Regions from separate parts of the Mus musculus genome. Here all the other regions are linked to region 3. Evidence: chromatin contacts called from public Hi-C data. All regions are on one chromosome and are shown on one strand. The core of a region is the stretch at or near the end of the contact, and the rest is flanking DNA. Distances in the headings are between cores, read along the strand shown. Region 1 overlaps Nckap5 (NCK-associated protein 5). Region 2 overlaps Nckap5 (NCK-associated protein 5). Region 3 has its middle 93 kb from the start of Gm41945.

Region 1 (3,527 bases), core at 862-3,361, 460 kb after region 3:
AAACAAAACAACAAAGCATACAAACAAACCCCAGAACATGACTCTTGAACAGCTCAGTTCATGTACAGTGCCAGTGAGCAGTTCCTGCCCCTGAAGATTAAAACTCAGGTTTGTAATTTTTTTTTTTACATCTTCAAAGGACTCACATACCTTTTTATTTAAATGTAATGTGGACATCTAAGAACACCGAATACTTTAAAATCTAAAATAGAAACAGTATTTCATTTTTTGAGGGGTGGTGAGCTACACACCCTAGCTTACCACAGTACTTTAGTTTTGTAATCAACCAATACCGACATTCACAATATTCTGATCTTTTGTATGGAGCACTTTGTCACATAAGCTGCTAAAAAAACCTTCCCAGTGATCACCTACAAGATATCATGGAAGAAAAGTAAACTCTCGATTTGTTCTTAATGTATAGTGTCCAATTGGGATCTGTAAAGGCTTTTGATTGTCATTTTTTTTTCAAAAGTACTTCCTATTCATCTCTGTCTTTCTGTGTCTGTCTCTGTGTCTATCTGTCTGTATCTCTGTCTGTCTCTCTGTCTGTTTCTCTCTCTCTCTCTCTCTCTCTCTCTCTCTCTCTCTCTCTCTCTCTCTCTGTGTGTGTGTGTGTGTGTGTGTGTTTGGGTGTTCATGGGACAAGGTCAGCATAAAACTGTGAAAGTTGTTCTCTTTCCAATATGTGGGCACTGATGGGCAAACCTAGGTCGTCAGGCCCCATGGGAGAATCCTCAGAGTCCTTTCCCCAGCCCTGGAGTAAGTGTCTTGCTTGTAAAAAGATGATCGCATCTGTTAAGTGAAAGGCCAGAGCCCTTTAGTTCTAGCAGAATGTAATTTCAAGAGTAAGTCAGAAGTTGACCTTTCTAAATGGACTGTTAATTTAACTGTTTAGAAAAATAAAACATGCTCTTTAATGAAATTTGATACTGACAGCATTTGCTTCTTTTCAAAAATGGGTCAAAGAACTAAAAATAGAAATTGGACTGTTTTTTTTTTGTCTTAACTGTGTTTTTTATTGTTGTTGTTTTATAATTTCCATACCTAAAATCCCCCTGCATCACTCAGCTTATTGCGAAATCTGTTTGTGAGGGGAGGCTGAGGAAGATGTATCCATCCTCTTACAGCCATGGGGCTGAAAGAGCCCCAATTTTTGCAGACAGATATATACAGCATCAGTGACAGGACAAGAGGAGAAAAAGCCTTCTAACCCCAAATCAGGAGAGAAGACTCCATCATCAGCCCTATCTTACAGCTCTGGGAACTTCCTCTGTAAAAAATGTCAGACCCAGGAACAGGGCTTCTTATATGAGCTGCTGAAGACTAGATAAAGGGCCATGTTTATAAATACAAATTACATTGTGCAAACACTATCCAAACAAGGCTTCTTGGGAAAGGTCCAAAGTCAGATTCCAGAGATGAAAGTCTTTACTGAATTTTGATGGTGTCTTTAAGACACTACGTGTTCCTTATGGGAATGGTGGGGGCGAGAGAGGGTTGTCTCCATATGGGTGCTTATTGATTGCTGTTCAGAAGCCCTGTGAACTGGGACATAAAATCCAAACAAGGGAGGGAAACAATCCCTCTGATATTGAGCAGCAAACAGTTCCTGTAAAGAAGCTGCAGGAAGCAGGCATAGTTCACAGTCCAACACTGGAATGCTCCAGACAGAGCCTAGGGGTTAAATTGAAAGACCCAAAAGTCTCTCCAGAAGCCAGTTAACTGTGCCTGCTGGTTCCACACAAGAAGCAGAAAGGGAAAAATTTGTTGAAGATTCAATTCTTGACCAAGAGAATAGTAAGGTAAGATATTTTGGAAAATTCACAAACTGGAGATTCTTAGTCCAAATTTTCTTTTCTATAAGAGAGTCAACATTAAAAGATGTGTGTGTGTGTGTGTGTGTGTGTGTGTCTGTGTGTCTGTGTGTCTGTGTGCATATCTGCATATTGTCTGTCTGTGTCTGTAGTGAGTATCCTGCTTTGAAGGAAAATAGAGGCAGACACCATCCGTCCAATGAGTGCTTTGTAAATCACATTATCAGGACTTGCTTAAAGTGTTACCCAAGATTTCCTATGGAGGAGGTTGGTGGCACTGCCATATGCCATCTTGGGTCTGAGCCAGAGACACACACTGGAAGGCTTTTACATTCCAGCCGTCTCCTCCTGCCTGGCAAAGGAAAAAAAAAAAAGCACTTTTTTTTTTGTATGTGGCCTAAGTGGGCAAGTTATTTGTACACAATGGGAAGTTGAAATTTCATTTCCACATGAAATTAGTGAATAATGCCTTTCAAGGCTCGTTGAATAAGCATGCCCAAGACTCCGTCAGCATCCAAAGTCTGTTCAGGACGCCCACCATCTGGATGAAAATGGAATGAATCAGTTATCTAGCTACTTTGGTAGGGGGTGGGGGAATCAGAGGTGGGGTGTGGCCAAGAGGAAGTGTCTGGATACTATACTGAGGTTTTGGCTATTTCATCAGGACTTTGATGCAAGCCAGGTTTGTCTCTGCCAGATTCCATGCTAATATATACTGGCCTACTATGCTATACCACAAACATATGTTCTTTGATCTCCATATGTCTGGCCAACATGTATGTGCTTAATATTTTTATACTACTGTTTTTACTTTCACCATTATTTTTCATACTAATTCCAATATGTCCCCATTCATAAGGATTGGATTTGGGGATTTCACAGAATAGATGGCTCATGTGCATGACTATATCTGTAACTAGAGAGTATGTAACTATGAGACTTCATCCTCAGTGCAGTGAGAATAAAATTTGTAATATTTTTCTAAAATTTGTTTTATTTTAAGTTCTTATATTTATCTTCTTACCTAGTTTATATACTGCTGCCTGGATTATAAGCTGTGATTTGGGAAAAATATCTTACTTTATTATTTTGGTATCACCTTTTGATGAAGTAAGGCAGGATTATCTTTTGGTAGAAGATATGGGTGATATGCCTACATGTAATAATTAAAGTTCAGATGTGGAAACCAGACCAACAGAAGCAGATGGAAATGTCTCCCAGGTGAGTATGAATTTTTATTTGCAAAAATGAGACTTGTGCCAACAATCCATTGTGCCTGATTTTGATCATTTTAAAAAAATGTGATGGAAGCCTGGGTTTGCCTTTGAATAAAGATGAATAAGATATGTTCAATTCCGTTTAACATGCTTTGGAATTTAGTACATGAATAGAGTCTGAATGAAAAGTAGCAGGGGTTGAGGGAAATTAGTTACTGGGTTGTAAAGTGACTGGTTGGTTTGAAAACTTAGGGATATCAGAAAAGTCAGAATCCAGCTGGCCCTCTCAGACCTTCCCTTCCCTGTAATGTGATTCTCAAAGAGGAGAGAGGACGTGGGGAGAAATGAATTAGCAGAAAGAGTCTTAGGAATTCAGGATTCTAGAATTGAGTGGTATGGTGTTTTGGAGAATATATTTCTAAACCTGGGACCTGCATTTTGTGTGCTCTCATGTTGTGTGCTCTTGGACATCCTCTTGCCTTGCTGGGTCAGC
Region 2 (3,271 bases), core at 107-2,606, 330 kb after region 3:
CTTGAGGCTCTGGGTCAGTTTAGACCCTGACTCAAAGGTATAGATGGAAAATGATAGAGGATACCCAATGTCCTCTCTTAGCTTCTGAGGGCACAGACATACACAGTCACATGCTAGTGTGCATGTTCTAGTGTGCGCACACAAACACACACACAAATGGAAATAAATGAGGATACCTTTTTTCCCCTTTCCTTTTCTTTTTTTTTTAAGCACCACAAATGCATGGCATTTGTTTTCCTTGGGGAATTGATAGGCTGTCTTTGTTTTTCAGAATTCACGTCTGCTCCATGCATATAGGACGTTTCTCATTTTCTGGATTCTGGCGAGTAGCTAATAAAAGATGTTGAGCTGCTCTCCAAACAGGGCACTTTATCTCACTGGGTCCAGAGCCCCACTCAGTGTCTGACCCAGAGGAGGGGTCCCTGGGTGTTTATCGAGCAATAGTCAACCACCAGGCCATGAGGGGCAGAGGGAACCTCAGGATTATCAGCCCAGCTATTTTATTTTATTTTCATTACAGTTTAACTTACTTTGTGTGCTTGTATACCGTAGTGCACATGTGGCAGTCGGAGGACAACTTGTGGGGATTAGTATTTTTCCTTCTACTGGGGTCCTGTCGATCAAACTCAGGTTGTCAAGCTTGGTAATTCGTGCCTTTACCCAATGAGCCAACTCCCTGGACCCTAGATCTCTCTATTTATCATGTGCATACATATGAATTCTTGTGTGTGTGTTTGGGGATGGGGGGTCAGAAGACAGCTTGTGCTAGTCAGTTTCCTCCTTCCATCATGTGGATCCCAGGAATCAAACTCATGTCATCAAAGCCTTTACCCACTTCACAAGTCCAGATGTGTGCACCTCTGGAATGAAAACTGAAGTTCATCTGTATTGTACCTGTACAGGCATTCAAGTGAATTCATTTTTTCAAAGAACAAAAAAAACAAAGAAACAAAAGAGAGAGAGAGAGAGAGAGAGAGAGAGAGAGAGAGAGAGAGAGAGAGAGAGAAGCTCTCCTTGAAAGGCTCACGAGCAGAACTGTGGTATATAGGAGGCATGGTTTGCAAGGGTTTGAATATGACGTTAAAATACCTTCTTGTGGTTCAGGCTGATTTTTGTGGGGCTGGAGTTTAGCTTAATTAAGGTATCTGCAATTTACCAGCATGTTCTGCTGCCCACTGGTCAATGGAACCCCTGGTGACCAAGCACACTTGTTTAAAGTAAGAGCCAGAGGCCCTTTGACCTTTGAATATATTATCTGAGAGAGTTATGGTCATCTGGCTCCCCAGATGACCTGAGCCTGCAGCTGCTCTGCCAGCTGGCTGTCACACGCTTGCAGCAGAAAACTTGGAGGGGACTCAGCCTCACCAGATGCCTTATCTCAGAGTCCAGCTGATGCTCCACGCAGAGGGAGCCGATTCTGTGCTTTGTATATGGTGACCTGATTTAAGTGCAATAGATGATTCTTTTAATATAGTACAGGGAGCACCTTATATGTGTGGTTTACAAAGGCACAGGCTGTGGTCAGATTAGTGGCCACTGGTAACAGTGGCTACCAGATAGCAGACTACAGCGCTTTGTAAGGAACTCCAGGATACAATCTTTTTTCTTTTTTTCCACTTTTTGAAATTTATTTACTTATTTAGTGTGTGTGTGTGTGTGTGTGTGTATGTGTGTGTGTGTGTAGGTCAGAGGACATATTGAGGAGTCAGTTTTTGTCCCTTAACATATGGGGCCTGGGGATTGAGCTCAAGTCCTCAGGCTTGTTAGCAGGCACCTTTGCCCACTGAGCTATCTTGCCAGTCCCTTACTTGACATTTTTGGCCAATGATAAGATACAAACAGACATACTTCTGCAGCGGGCACCGAGGCAGAATTCGAGGGAGCTACTGGATTGGATTAATCCATGTAACCCAATGAGAGTCACTTGGGGGACAATGGGCAGAAACAGCTCGGGCTATGTATTTATTGATTTGTAAAACAGCTAAGATCAGAGCAGGCCCATTGTAGGTCAGAAAACTAGACAATGCCTACCAGTGAACTTTTGATTGTGTGGGTGGGGTCATTAGCCAGGACCTGCACCTGCTCCTGAAGTGAAGTGGCATTTAGCTCTCCTGGGAAGTTAACTTATGTCTTAAAAGATATGTAAAAATAGTAGAATATTCTCTGAAACATGCCTAGAGTATGTTGTAGAGAATCACTAAGAGACCCTGATCACAAGCAATGTGAAAAGTGAAGACACATACCAGAGGTTGTCTACCGAAAGTGCACACACTCACACACACACACACACACACACACACACACACACACAGACAGACACACACACTAAATAAGTAAAAACAAAATAGAGTAAGCATGCAGAGGAAACTGTAAATGAGGCCTTCTGTACACGGCGGTAGAGAGGCTAGAGCCGTGTATTGGATAGACTAAATGCTATATAAACTAACTTAACAGCAGACCTAAATAAAGAAGTTGGTTTTCATAGTGTGTTTTTATTTTTCCGCCTGTCAAGAAGTGAACTGAATCCACTCCCCTGCATCCCTCTGTTTTTTGTCTTTTGCTGCTCAGTGGTAATGGGGACAGAGGGCAGCCCCTGGGGCAAATGATTCCACTTGAGTTATTTGCCATGTGGGAACCAAAGGGAACAGGTTTCCGACATGAAGTGTTTTGATCTCAGAAAATCAAAAGCCCGGCTCAGTTTAGAGTGACACCTTAATTTGAGTCCCAGGGGTGTGTGCAAATAGATCACCGATGGAATCGATGTGTCTACAGATCTCTAGCTTGCGTCTGTTAGGCCTGGTGTGATTCCTACTTCATAAATAGCATCGGGAGTCGTATGTGTGTCTCTCTGTGTTTATCTGTGTGTCTGTGTTGTGCAGCTTTTAAGAACTTATTGCATTTTATGTAGGTCTTAAATTGTGATTAAATTATGATTTTAAAAATGTCATGATATTGAGAAGATCGTTGATCTTTCTTGGAAGCCACCCAAAGTAGTTCTGTTACCATAGATGGTCCCTAATGCTACCTCTGTGTCCTAAGTCCCAAGGATTGGCATATGTCCTTGAGTTCTTATTCATCACACAGTGCTCAGTTCCAGACAAATAGCACAAACTCAGATGGCCTTTGAGGTCACCAAGTCTTCAACTCTACCACTTTAAAGTGAATGGGAAAGCCTGGTGTCTGTTGGGGGCTGCCAGGTAACACACAGGGTGAAGTTAGCCAGGTGGAGAAGGTCGACATGGAGGTTGTGGTGATCACAGTGCCTGCCCCA
Region 3 (3,328 bases), core at 18-2,517:
CAGGAAGGAGATGGAGGTGGCCAGCTAGAGACATAGCCAGGCAGAGGTCAGGACAGGAAGCCAAGACAAAGGACAGTTCAGTTACCAGATGGAACTCATTCCAGAACGTGGGTCTGCTGTTAGACAGGCCTCCTTGGAAAGCACTGAAAAGGGTGTTTCAGGGAAAATCAGTTTCATCTGTATGCATGTTAATGGCTGCTCTTTGAGCTGATTACCGTAGATGTAACTGAGTAGTCTCAAGAAATAGAGAGTAGCCAAGTGTTAAATAGGTTCTCAGAGGGCACTTTATCTTAAACGTTGTGCTTAGAGCACCCGGGGATGCTGCCACTGGGTCATTTGATCAAAAGCTCAAATAAAAAAAGAGAGTGGATTGTGCCCATGCCGTGGGCACAGATCAGACCCATGCCAAGGCTCCCTAGACTTCAGCTCTCCACAGTGGTACCAAGCCCCTCCCCCATATCCTCAAGCATATGACTGTTTTATTAGGCAGTGAGTGCAGCCGACAGTCTACTGAATGCATGACAGTTATCATCCTGAATCTCCTTGAGGGACTCTGAGCTCAGGACAGTATGAGAAGCCACAGCCAGCTAGTGGGGGGGAGTGATGCTAGCAAGGGGCTGTGCTTTTATGTCCTGGCTCTTCTTCTGATGATGCCAGACTTCACAGTGTTTCTGCAAAGTGGGCTTCTCTCCTCTCTCTCTCTCTCTCTCTCTCTCTCTCTCTCTCTCTCTCTCTCTCTCTCTCTCTCCCTCTCTCCCTCTCTCCCCTCTCTCCCCCTCTCCCCCTCTCTCCCTCTCTCCCTCTCTCCCTCTCCCCTCTCTCCCTCTCTCCCTCTCTCCCTCTCTCCCTCTCTCCCTCTCTCCCTCTCTCCCTCCCCCTCTCCCCCTTTCTGTTGCACATGTAAGCATGTGCATGTGGAAGTCAGAGGTCAATCCGAGCTATTTCTCAAGTACCATTCACCTTGCTGTTATGAGACAGGATCTCTTGTTGTTTGGCTTGGAGCTCACCAAGTAGGCTAGGTTGGATATGCCTATTTCCTTTTCTCCAGTTCTAGGATAACAGGCACATGCCATCATGCCTGATATTTTCGTATGACATTCCTGGTATGGAATTTGGATTCTCAGGCTTGCAAAGCAGGTACTTCACCAACTGTGCCATCTCCTGAGCCACGTTCTTCATTAGTCACGTAAGGTCTGGCTCTGTATCTCAGGCTCAGCTTGAATTCTGGGCTCTCCCTCCTTAGCAGCGGCATTTCAGTGTGAGCAATTGTCAGAGCTGCTTCTGTTTGTCTAGGTGAGCTGCAGATCAGGGTTGAAGCTACTAATTCTGGGCTCCTGCTCCACCCACTGCTGCAGCTAGATGGCGCTGCATCCATAGTTTTAGGCATGCGGTCATGGGTTTTTGGAGCATAGCTCACAAAACACACAGAAAGGAAGTTTCTTCCTGGGATTTCTTGGTGTGAAAAGCTACCTCCCAGGATTAAATTCGAGACTTATAGGAGCTGTGGGTGCATGGCACAATTTAAACATTCCTGTGTTTTCTTAATTCCCAGTAAGATGATTAGGCTGCAAGCAGAAATGTGATGAAATTCCACCAAAAAAAAAAAAAAAAAAAAAAAAGAGAGAGAGAGAGAGAGAGAGTGCAGATGTTGTGTCAGCAATCCCCCCTCCTCCTTTCTCCTGTCTTTCAATCCTGAAATGTAATCTTGCCACCTGGGCAAATGGAAATAGTATTTTATTTATTTTATTTATTTTAAAAACCTGGTGAGTAACATCTCCGGGACTATGCGGATGTCCAAATAGCTGAGAGGAAGTGAACAAGTCCAGATGCTTTATCTTCTTGGATACAGAGGTTTAACTCAGAAAGGGCACCCGTGGCCTGTGAAACAGTGCAGCGTATCTGTTAAAACGGTTTTACATATAGACGTGGGGCTGGGAAGATGGCTCAGTGGGGAAGGGGGCTTGCTGTCAAGCCAGAGGAACTGACGGATCTAAATCCAATCCCGAGACCCTACGTAGGTGCTGGAAAGAGAACTGATTTTCCCAAGCTATGTTTGACCCCCATCTGAGAGCCAAGCATGTGTGTGCCCCCCCTCCAATAACTAAATGAACGAACGTTCTTTTAGGAGAAGAACACACTGAATACATTGAGATATACAACTAATGTCTGCTAGCACACGTTTTAAAAATAAGATACACAGTTAAGATATACACGTTGTTTTTATATTTATGCTATAGATTTTGCAATTTTCAATGATAACCAGATAACACTGTGCTTAAAGGGTCAGACTATAATGAGAAAATTTGAGGAGGGAGGGGAGTAGAAAAGAATGAATATGAAACGCAAGAGAGCCTCCGAATGAATGACGCTTTGGAGCAGAGAAACGAGAAGGCCGATGGGTTTGGAATGTCCTGCACTTGAGATCTTGCAGTGTTAAACGAGACAGAAGGCAGCACCCACACAGGCGTTTGGTAACACGTAGGAGGCTAACGTCAAACTAACTTAAAGCCCAGTGCAGCAAGCCCGTGGCTGGTCGGCTGGGTGTTGTCTCAATTAAAAAGATTTCAAGTTCCATAAAAAGAGCCAAGGCAGGTTTTGGTGATGCCTATGCAGATAACATTTGGCGGAACTTTGGTGTGGGGAGAGATGTGGTCCCTCCACACAGCGGCGATGAAGGGAAGAGCAGAGACAATAGTATTTCCTCCTCAATGTTGTAGGTAGGTAGATTCTGCCGTGAATCTGACCTGTGGAAGAGAACCATCTTTTCTTTGGGGTGTCGATATGGCTTTGGAGTAGGAGCACTGTTCATCTGGAGTGGGAGCACTGTTCATCTTGCGGACAGTTTTCTTGTCTCACCTGACAGCCTAGCCTCTCATGGTAGCAGCTGAGTACCTAGAATGTAGGATCACTAACTTAAAAGGAGTTGCTAGTTATCCATGGACTCACTGTGAAAAGAGATTTTTCTAGGGCTGGCTAAGAGTGAGTACCACTGTTGCAAAGGACTAGGGTTCTGTTCCCAGCATCCATGTCAGGTGGCTCACAAATATCTGTAAGCCCAGCTGGAGGCAATCTGATGCCCTCTTCTGAATTCCATGAGTACCTATGCACACAGAGAAGGGAAGAGAGAGAGAGCAAGAGAGAGAGTGAGCGAGAGAGAATATGAATACACATGCACATAAAAACAAAACAAACCTTTTAAAATAGGAATTTTTTTCTTCAGAAAGAAGATAGAGCATCTTTTCTCTCCACCACATCCTCCTTTGTAGGGTTTCAATTTAGCGTTTTCACACTATCGATGACCAGATATTGACACATGCTCATCACTGGA

The links. A called contact is a pair of places that touch in the nucleus more often than the background predicts.
Region 1: a Hi-C map of the N1E-115 cell line shows a contact between it and region 3, with 4 times the contacts expected there. The contact joins two enhancer-like sites. A contact is called at or near these places in 3 of 39 promoter capture datasets (the 3T3-L1 cell line, cranial neural crest and hippocampal neurons), 5 of 484 Hi-C or Micro-C datasets (the N1E-115 cell line, cardiomyocytes, forebrain and 2 more) and 5 of 115 datasets of contacts at active chromatin or transcription factors (cardiomyocytes, embryonic basal ganglia, embryonic forebrain and 2 more).
Region 2: a contact with region 3 is called in a Hi-C map of the N1E-115 cell line, with 5 times the contacts expected there. The contact joins two enhancer-like sites. A contact is called at or near these places in 4 of 484 Hi-C or Micro-C datasets (DN3 thymocytes, the N1E-115 cell line and embryonic stem cells) and 2 of 115 datasets of contacts at active chromatin or transcription factors (differentiating embryonic stem cells and stem cell-derived neural progenitor cells).

The regions. Positions count from the first base shown.
Region 1 is chr1:126,468,940-126,472,466 of GRCm38.p6, reverse strand. The region is part of intron 3 of Nckap5 (NCK-associated protein 5); the gene reads left to right. Among named protein-coding and RNA genes, the nearest start is that of Nckap5, 360 kb to the left of the region's middle. Within about 2 kb of position 2,111, at least 12 of the 459 cell types and tissues checked have an H3K27ac peak or open chromatin away from gene starts, as enhancers often do. A contact at or near this core is called in the N1E-115 cell line, where this site is marked.
Region 2 is chr1:126,595,631-126,598,901 of GRCm38.p6, reverse strand. All of the region lies in intron 2 of Nckap5 (NCK-associated protein 5), which reads left to right. Among named protein-coding and RNA genes, the nearest start is that of Nckap5, 230 kb to the left of the region's middle. Within about 2 kb of position 1,356, at least 14 of the 459 cell types and tissues checked have an H3K27ac peak or open chromatin away from gene starts, as enhancers often do. A contact at or near this core is called in the N1E-115 cell line, where this site is marked.
Region 3 is chr1:126,929,955-126,933,282 of GRCm38.p6, reverse strand. No RefSeq gene overlaps it. Among named protein-coding and RNA genes, the nearest start is that of Gm41945, 93 kb to the left of the region's middle. Within about 2 kb of position 1,267, at least 12 of the 459 cell types and tissues checked have an H3K27ac peak or open chromatin away from gene starts, as enhancers often do. A contact at or near this core is called in the N1E-115 cell line, where this site is marked.